Linked DNA regions of Mus musculus: region 1 is linked to region 2. Evidence: chromatin contacts called from public promoter capture Hi-C data. All regions are on one chromosome and are shown on one strand. Each heading gives the region's core, a stretch centred on a gene start, on an enhancer-like site or on the middle of the called end of the contact. The rest is flanking DNA. Distances are from core to core; before and after follow the strand shown. Region 1 holds the start of Fbxw10 (F-box and WD-40 domain protein 10). Region 2 holds the start of Zfp287 (zinc finger protein 287).

Region 1 (3,042 bases), core at 10-2,509, 120 kb before region 2:
TAGGCCAGGCTTTGGCAGAGGACCACAGTCTGGTTTTTTTTTTTTTTTGTTAATCTAATCTGTTTGGAGACTCAGGTGCAAACTATTGCTTATAAACTAGTACCCTGGGCAATTTTGGACTTTTAGCCACATTTGGCCTCTTAAAGTATCTTACTAAGATTTGGTTTCATGCTTAAGCAAGCGGCATGGTAAGATAAGACTTTTTTAAAGCTGTAAGTTTTGTTGTTTGGCCTGGTTTCTGCCCATGGCAGTTAAGAAACAAAACACAGCTTCCCTGTCACATCCCTCCTACCCTAGTGCAAGGAAGAAGTGACACCCGTTTGCAGTGATCTGGGCCCAAGGCAGGCAGGATACTGTTCAGTGCCGGGGTGAAAGCTCTGTCCTTCCTTCTGCTTTTCTCAGTGGACAGTTTTCTAGAATGAAGTACCACTCAGCAGCTCCTCCTTTGGTAAGTGATAGGATGTCAGGATAAGGTTCACAGTCCCATACCAGCCCTCTGGGCAGCCTCTGCCTTTCCAAGCCTGTCTGTCTGCACCTATGCCCCCTTCCAAGCCTGTGTCTGGTCTCTGGGGCCCTCTGCTCTCACCTGAAATACTGTTCCACTCTTTCATGAACAGGACTCTGATCACATTGGCAGCAGTGAGCAGTAAATTTGAGTCGCACATCTGCAGCAGCAAGAGAGTATAATTTGCCTTAGTTCGGTGGGTGCTGTTGCCAAACCAGTAGAGGATCTCCTTCATCTTCCGTTCCACCGTTTTATCCAACATCTGGTTCAAGGAGGACTTTACAACCTCCTCCTCCTTCCCCCCCTTCCTACTGAGTTTGATCCGAGACCTGTTGTAGATGAAGTCCTTCCCCTGGGTGGTCTCTAGGATATTCTGGAAATACTGTAACAAATACAGGCTATTTAACTGCCCCAAGATGCTGACTAGAAATCTCCTCTGGGATATGTCGTTGACCCTCCGGAACCACTCTTTGGTGGCAAAGATCTTCCATGCTAAGACACAGGCTTCACACTTCTGGCACACGGGGACCCAGTTGGGTCCCTTTTCACAACGAAAATAGGGGGCCTGCTTGAGTTTTGGTTCCCTGTTTTCCATGACTCTGAGATGACATTCAGTTCATTTAAACCTTGCCCGTTAGCAACCCCACCAAACACCAGAGGGACAGGGTAAGCAGAGAAATAGCCTTTTTGGAGCCTCTTCGGGATGAACATCTGGAGAAACCGTAAGGCACTGCGATGGATGGTAAACTGATCTGACCCAGAAACTGCCTGTAGAAGTCTGGCTTTTTGTACTGACTTCCTTAGAAACATGGCTTTACCGTAAATCTCCTAACCCTGGCACCACAAAAGTAGAGACAGTTGCTGTATATTCTGGAAGAGCTGGTCATCTTATTTCTATAGCAGCTATTCTTTTAACCAAATGTAAAACATAACATGGCCCATTTAAAAAAAATGTTAGCATCTTTCAGTTGCTGTTATTAAGGACTTTTAAATATTCATAAATACAGCTTAGGTGTAATCTTCTTACATTTGTGGCTGTTAGAGTCTATTCCAGTGCCCTGCATATTATATTCAGTCTCTGGTTATCGCCACAGTAAAAGCACCTGTCTTAACAATAATGTAAATTATTTAATTATTCAGGGCTAGCTGTGAATCCACAGGGAACCACTCTCTGGTGCAGAATTTTCAGTTGTCCTGAGGATATGTTGGGAGTTGACTTGTTGTGTAGACACAGTCAGCTGCCTACCCATGTAGCAGAAGGTCTCACCATAGCTTTGTAATGAAGACTGTGAAGTCTGGGGTATGGCTTCTGAGTCTGGGCCCCAGCCCAGCTGCCCATTGCTCTACGAACACCAGCAGGTTGTTTAATGTTCTTCAGTTTCCTTGTCTGAAAGTGGAGATGGGGATGCTTTCTGCTTCACAGAGGATGAAGTGAGACGCTGTACACACAGTACTTAGGATGGGTGGGAACTGAGACACTGTGCACACAACGCCAAAAAGACTGCGTATCATAGCACAGTGTAAGTTAGGGCAGTGTAAGCCCTCACTACACACTGTCTCTCTGTTGTCACTGTCACCACTGCTAGATTCTCCATTTATTCATCGAAGATGTGTTCTAAGACCCCAGAGGATGGCAAAAGCTACAAGGTAATATCAACCCCTAGATAATGTGTATTCCTTTAATAAATAAGGCTAAGTAAGAAAAAATTCAGCAATAACTGTCTTAGCTCCTGTTTCTATTGTTGTGCTAAACACCACGACCCGAAGCAACTAGGGAAGGAGAGGTCTTGTGATGCTCACACTTCCACATCTCAGCTTAGCATTAAAGGAAGTTGGGGCAGGAACCTGGAGGCAGGAACTGGTGTGGAAGCCATGGAGGAGCATTGCTTACTAGCCTGCTGGTGTGGATTGCCCTGGTGATGTTTGTATTTTGATGTTAATCCTGCTTCCTCGAGAGTTGTTGTCCCCACCCTGCCCCTGACAAGGACTCTGTTGATCTCACTGGACCTTTTCCCCATTCTAACTGGTCAAATAAAGGCTAGAGCCTATGATTGGGCAGTGCAAGGGAAAGGTGGGACAGGAGGTTTCAGAGGAAGGAGGAGGAGAGAAGACAGAGGAGGAGGAGGTGGAAGCCAATATGGAGCAGAAGCACATGGCCCGGAGAAGCTGCAAGCAGCAAGGGGTCTCATAACTAGAGAATAAGTTAGTATAGTGATAGATCTGCCCAATCTAGGCATATAGCTTATCAATATAACTGGGTTATATGTCTTTTATACAGGCTTATCGGGGTTAGAAATTACCGCAACAGCTTGTTCCTTGTGACTTGCTCAGCCTGCTTACTTTCTCTCTCTCTCACTCCCTCTCTCTTTTTCTTTCTTCTCTTTTCTTTTTGTTGTGTTTTGTTCTGATTTTTGAGACAATGTGAACTCTCTTTGCAAACCAGGCTGGCCTTGAACTCAGAGATCTGCCTGCCTCTGCCTCCCAAGTGCTGTGCACCACCAAGGCCTGGCTCATCTTGCTTTCTTATAGAACCCAGG
Region 2 (2,793 bases), core at 274-2,773:
TATCCATGGTTGGTGAGCATGTAATGTGCTTCAGGCACTATGGAAATCAATGCAGAGGCTTATCAAATAAAAATAAAAATAAAAAATAAGGCAGGTGGATTACTGAGTTCGAGGCCAGCCTGGTTTACAGAGTGAGTTCCAAGACAGCCAGGGCTACACAGAGAAACCCTGTCTCAAAAATAAAAAAATAAATCTTCCATATGACCTGACTATACCACTCCTAGGCACACACCTAAAGGCATCTGCACTTTACTGTGCATGTGCTTGTACATCTGTGTTTGTTGTTACTCCTTTCACAAGCACAAGGAACATGAGTCAGCTTAATGTCCATCAACATTAATTACTGCCCTGATCTTGACTTCTTTTCTCCTACTACTGACTGGTTGGTATTTCACACTTATTTTCAAAGCTGTACATAATAATGTTATTTATTTTTCTTAGAATTTACTTAATTGTGTGTGTGTGTGTGTTGTGTATGCGTATCACAGGAGACTGTGGAAGTCAAAAGTGGCATCAGAGCCGCTGGAACTGGAGTTACAGACTTTGAGTCATCACGTGGGTGCTGGGAACTGAAACCAGAGTCTTTGTATGAATCATAAGCACTCATAACCACTAATCCATTTCTTCATCCTTTTCCTCCTCTCATTATGTAGCCCATGCTAGCCTTGAATGGTTGTGTAGACTAGGCTGGCCTCAAACTTCACAGAGATCCACCTCTCTCCTACTTTTGTGTTTGGTTTTGGTGGCCCAGTGAATCTAACCTGGTTTTTTTGTTTTGTTTTTTTGTTTGTTTGTTTGTTTTGTGAACATAAGCAGGGAAAGAAATCAGTATTTTGAGGAGGGAGGGAGCCCACACAGAAATGCTAAAAAAATTAAAAAACTCAGTGAGTGGAACAGAAAAACAATAGAAACATCACCAATGGACTCAGCCAGGCAGAAGAAAGACTATCAAGGATGGGAGACGAGGTTGACTACTGTACCTAAATTCAAGAAGGACTTTTTAAAATGAGTATTATGATGTCCAAGAAGTTCAGGATGCCATCAAAAAACAAACCAAAGAATCCACAGAACAGAAGGAGCTAAGAGAAATGCTGAAGACAGAGAATTTGTCTGTTAGTTGAATCTGGAGGTCTCAGTGTCGGATTCTAGAGGTGACAATCAGAGCCATTAGGAATTATGCACTACAGTCCATCTAGAAAGAGCACTGTGGGGTTTCCTCCCTACAAGCCACATACTTGATGCCTGTCTATTTCTGCGTTGTAAGAATCCGGCTTTACTCTCCAAATGGTTTCCCAGGTACTGCTATTGCAGCCCTGACATCCAAGTCATCTGCCAGGCCTGTCTCTGCCCAGGTAAACTTTAAAGTTCCGGTCGAAACCTTGTAGCTAACAGGCAAGTCACGGTGATGGGTGGAGGAGGTTGCCATAGAGACAGGTCCAGGGCCTGGGGCTCGGGATGGGAAGGCTCGGGTTCGGCTTCCCATTGGCTCTACGGACGAGCAGCGTTCTCCACTAGCACATGCGCAGTGGCGCCGAGGCGAGGTCGCTGCGAAGCCCGGGAGCTAGGGGTTCCGGCCGGGGCCTCTGGGGACCCGGCTGGAATGAGCGTGTACTGACGGCTCCCGGCTCCTCCCAGGGAGAGAAGCGGTGAAGCTGAGCCCCTGATGCAGCTCTGAGTCGAGCCTGCCACGGAGGCTCCCGCCACGCCGCCGCCATTGTTGCCCGGGCTGCGCCGACGGGGCCCGAGTGACAGGTACTGATGTCCGAGCGCGAATGTCCACGGGGAGGCCGGCCCGGGGCAGGCTGGGAAGGGGAGGCGGCTGGAGGCAAGGCGGGCGCATCTCCTCAGGGCATGCATGACTATGGATGAGCTAGGCTGGGAGTTGGAGCCCCAAACAAGTACGTGTGGGTTCTTCTCCGTGTCAGGATACTTGTGAGGTTGGCTTTGAGAGAGGTGGATAGTGCTTTCGGTTTACACTTGAGGAAGCTCCTGAGACGGCCTCCAATCACAGCCTAACAGGCTTGTCTTCTCTGCTCCGGGAATAGAGCAAACTATGCAAGGCAGATAAATAGATCGCCTTGGCCCCGCCCCTATGAGATTGTTTGGAAACCTCCAGTTTGTCCCAGTAATCACAAATTTGCTCTGTTGCTGAGAACATCCGGAATATTAGTGACTTGGATATTGAAACATTTCTTTCTGCAAGGTGATAAGTTTTCAACAAGTTAGAAATTAACCATTCTGCTCATGGTTCCTTAAATTATTGCTTCTAACACCACCATCAATAAACACACATCGTGTGTGTGTGTGTCTAGGATGAATGTATTCTAAATTCAAGGATAGAGGAAAAGAAGACCAGGGTAAATTCTGTGTGTTTATCCTGCACTCTGAGGAGTCTGCTTCTGTGTGTATGAGGGGTAGCAGAGAACACCAAAAATGCTTGAGCTGATGGGCCATTCTTGTGCTGGATAGTTTTATGTCACCTTGACACAGCTATGGTCATCTTATAGAGGAAATGCCTCTATAAGACTGAGAGCTACTTCCTGCCTCCAGGTTCCTGCCCTGTTTGAGTTCCTGCCCTGACTTCCTTTGATGATGAACAGTGATGTGGAAGCACGAGCTAAATAAACCCTTTCCTCCCCAGATTGATTTTTAGTCAAGGTGTTTCATCACAGCAGTAGTAACCCTAACTGGGACAAAAATTGGAACCAGAAGTAGGGTATTGCTGTCACAGTCCTGGCCATGTTGTTATGGGAAGATCGTAGAAGGACATTAGAACTTTAGGCTAGAAAAGTC

What was found. Capture Hi-C pulls out chosen DNA fragments and counts their contacts.
Region 1: a contact with region 2 is called in a promoter capture Hi-C map of adipose tissue. The contact joins the promoter of Fbxw10 here to the promoter of Zfp287 in region 2. A contact is called at or near these places in 9 of 39 promoter capture datasets (the C10 cell line, the HPC-7 cell line, cranial neural crest and 6 more), 1 of 15 datasets of contacts at CTCF or cohesin (the NIH/3T3 cell line), 19 of 484 Hi-C or Micro-C datasets (the AML12 cell line, the G1E-ER4 cell line, the N1E-115 cell line and 12 more), 10 of 115 datasets of contacts at active chromatin or transcription factors (CD8 T cells, bone marrow-derived macrophages, a colorectal cancer cell line and 6 more) and 4 of 9 other capture datasets (adipose tissue, liver, macrophages and 1 more).

The regions. Positions count from the first base shown.
Region 1 is chr11:62,845,340-62,848,381 of GRCm38.p6, reverse strand. It overlaps Fbxw10 (F-box and WD-40 domain protein 10), which reads right to left and starts at 1,259. Exons shown (of 13, transcript NM_001033669.2): 1 at 587-1,259. The coding sequence starts at 1,100.
Region 2 is chr11:62,730,626-62,733,418 of GRCm38.p6, reverse strand. It overlaps Zfp287 (zinc finger protein 287), which reads left to right and starts at 1,523. Exons shown (of 6, transcript NM_133208.3): 1 at 1,523-1,752.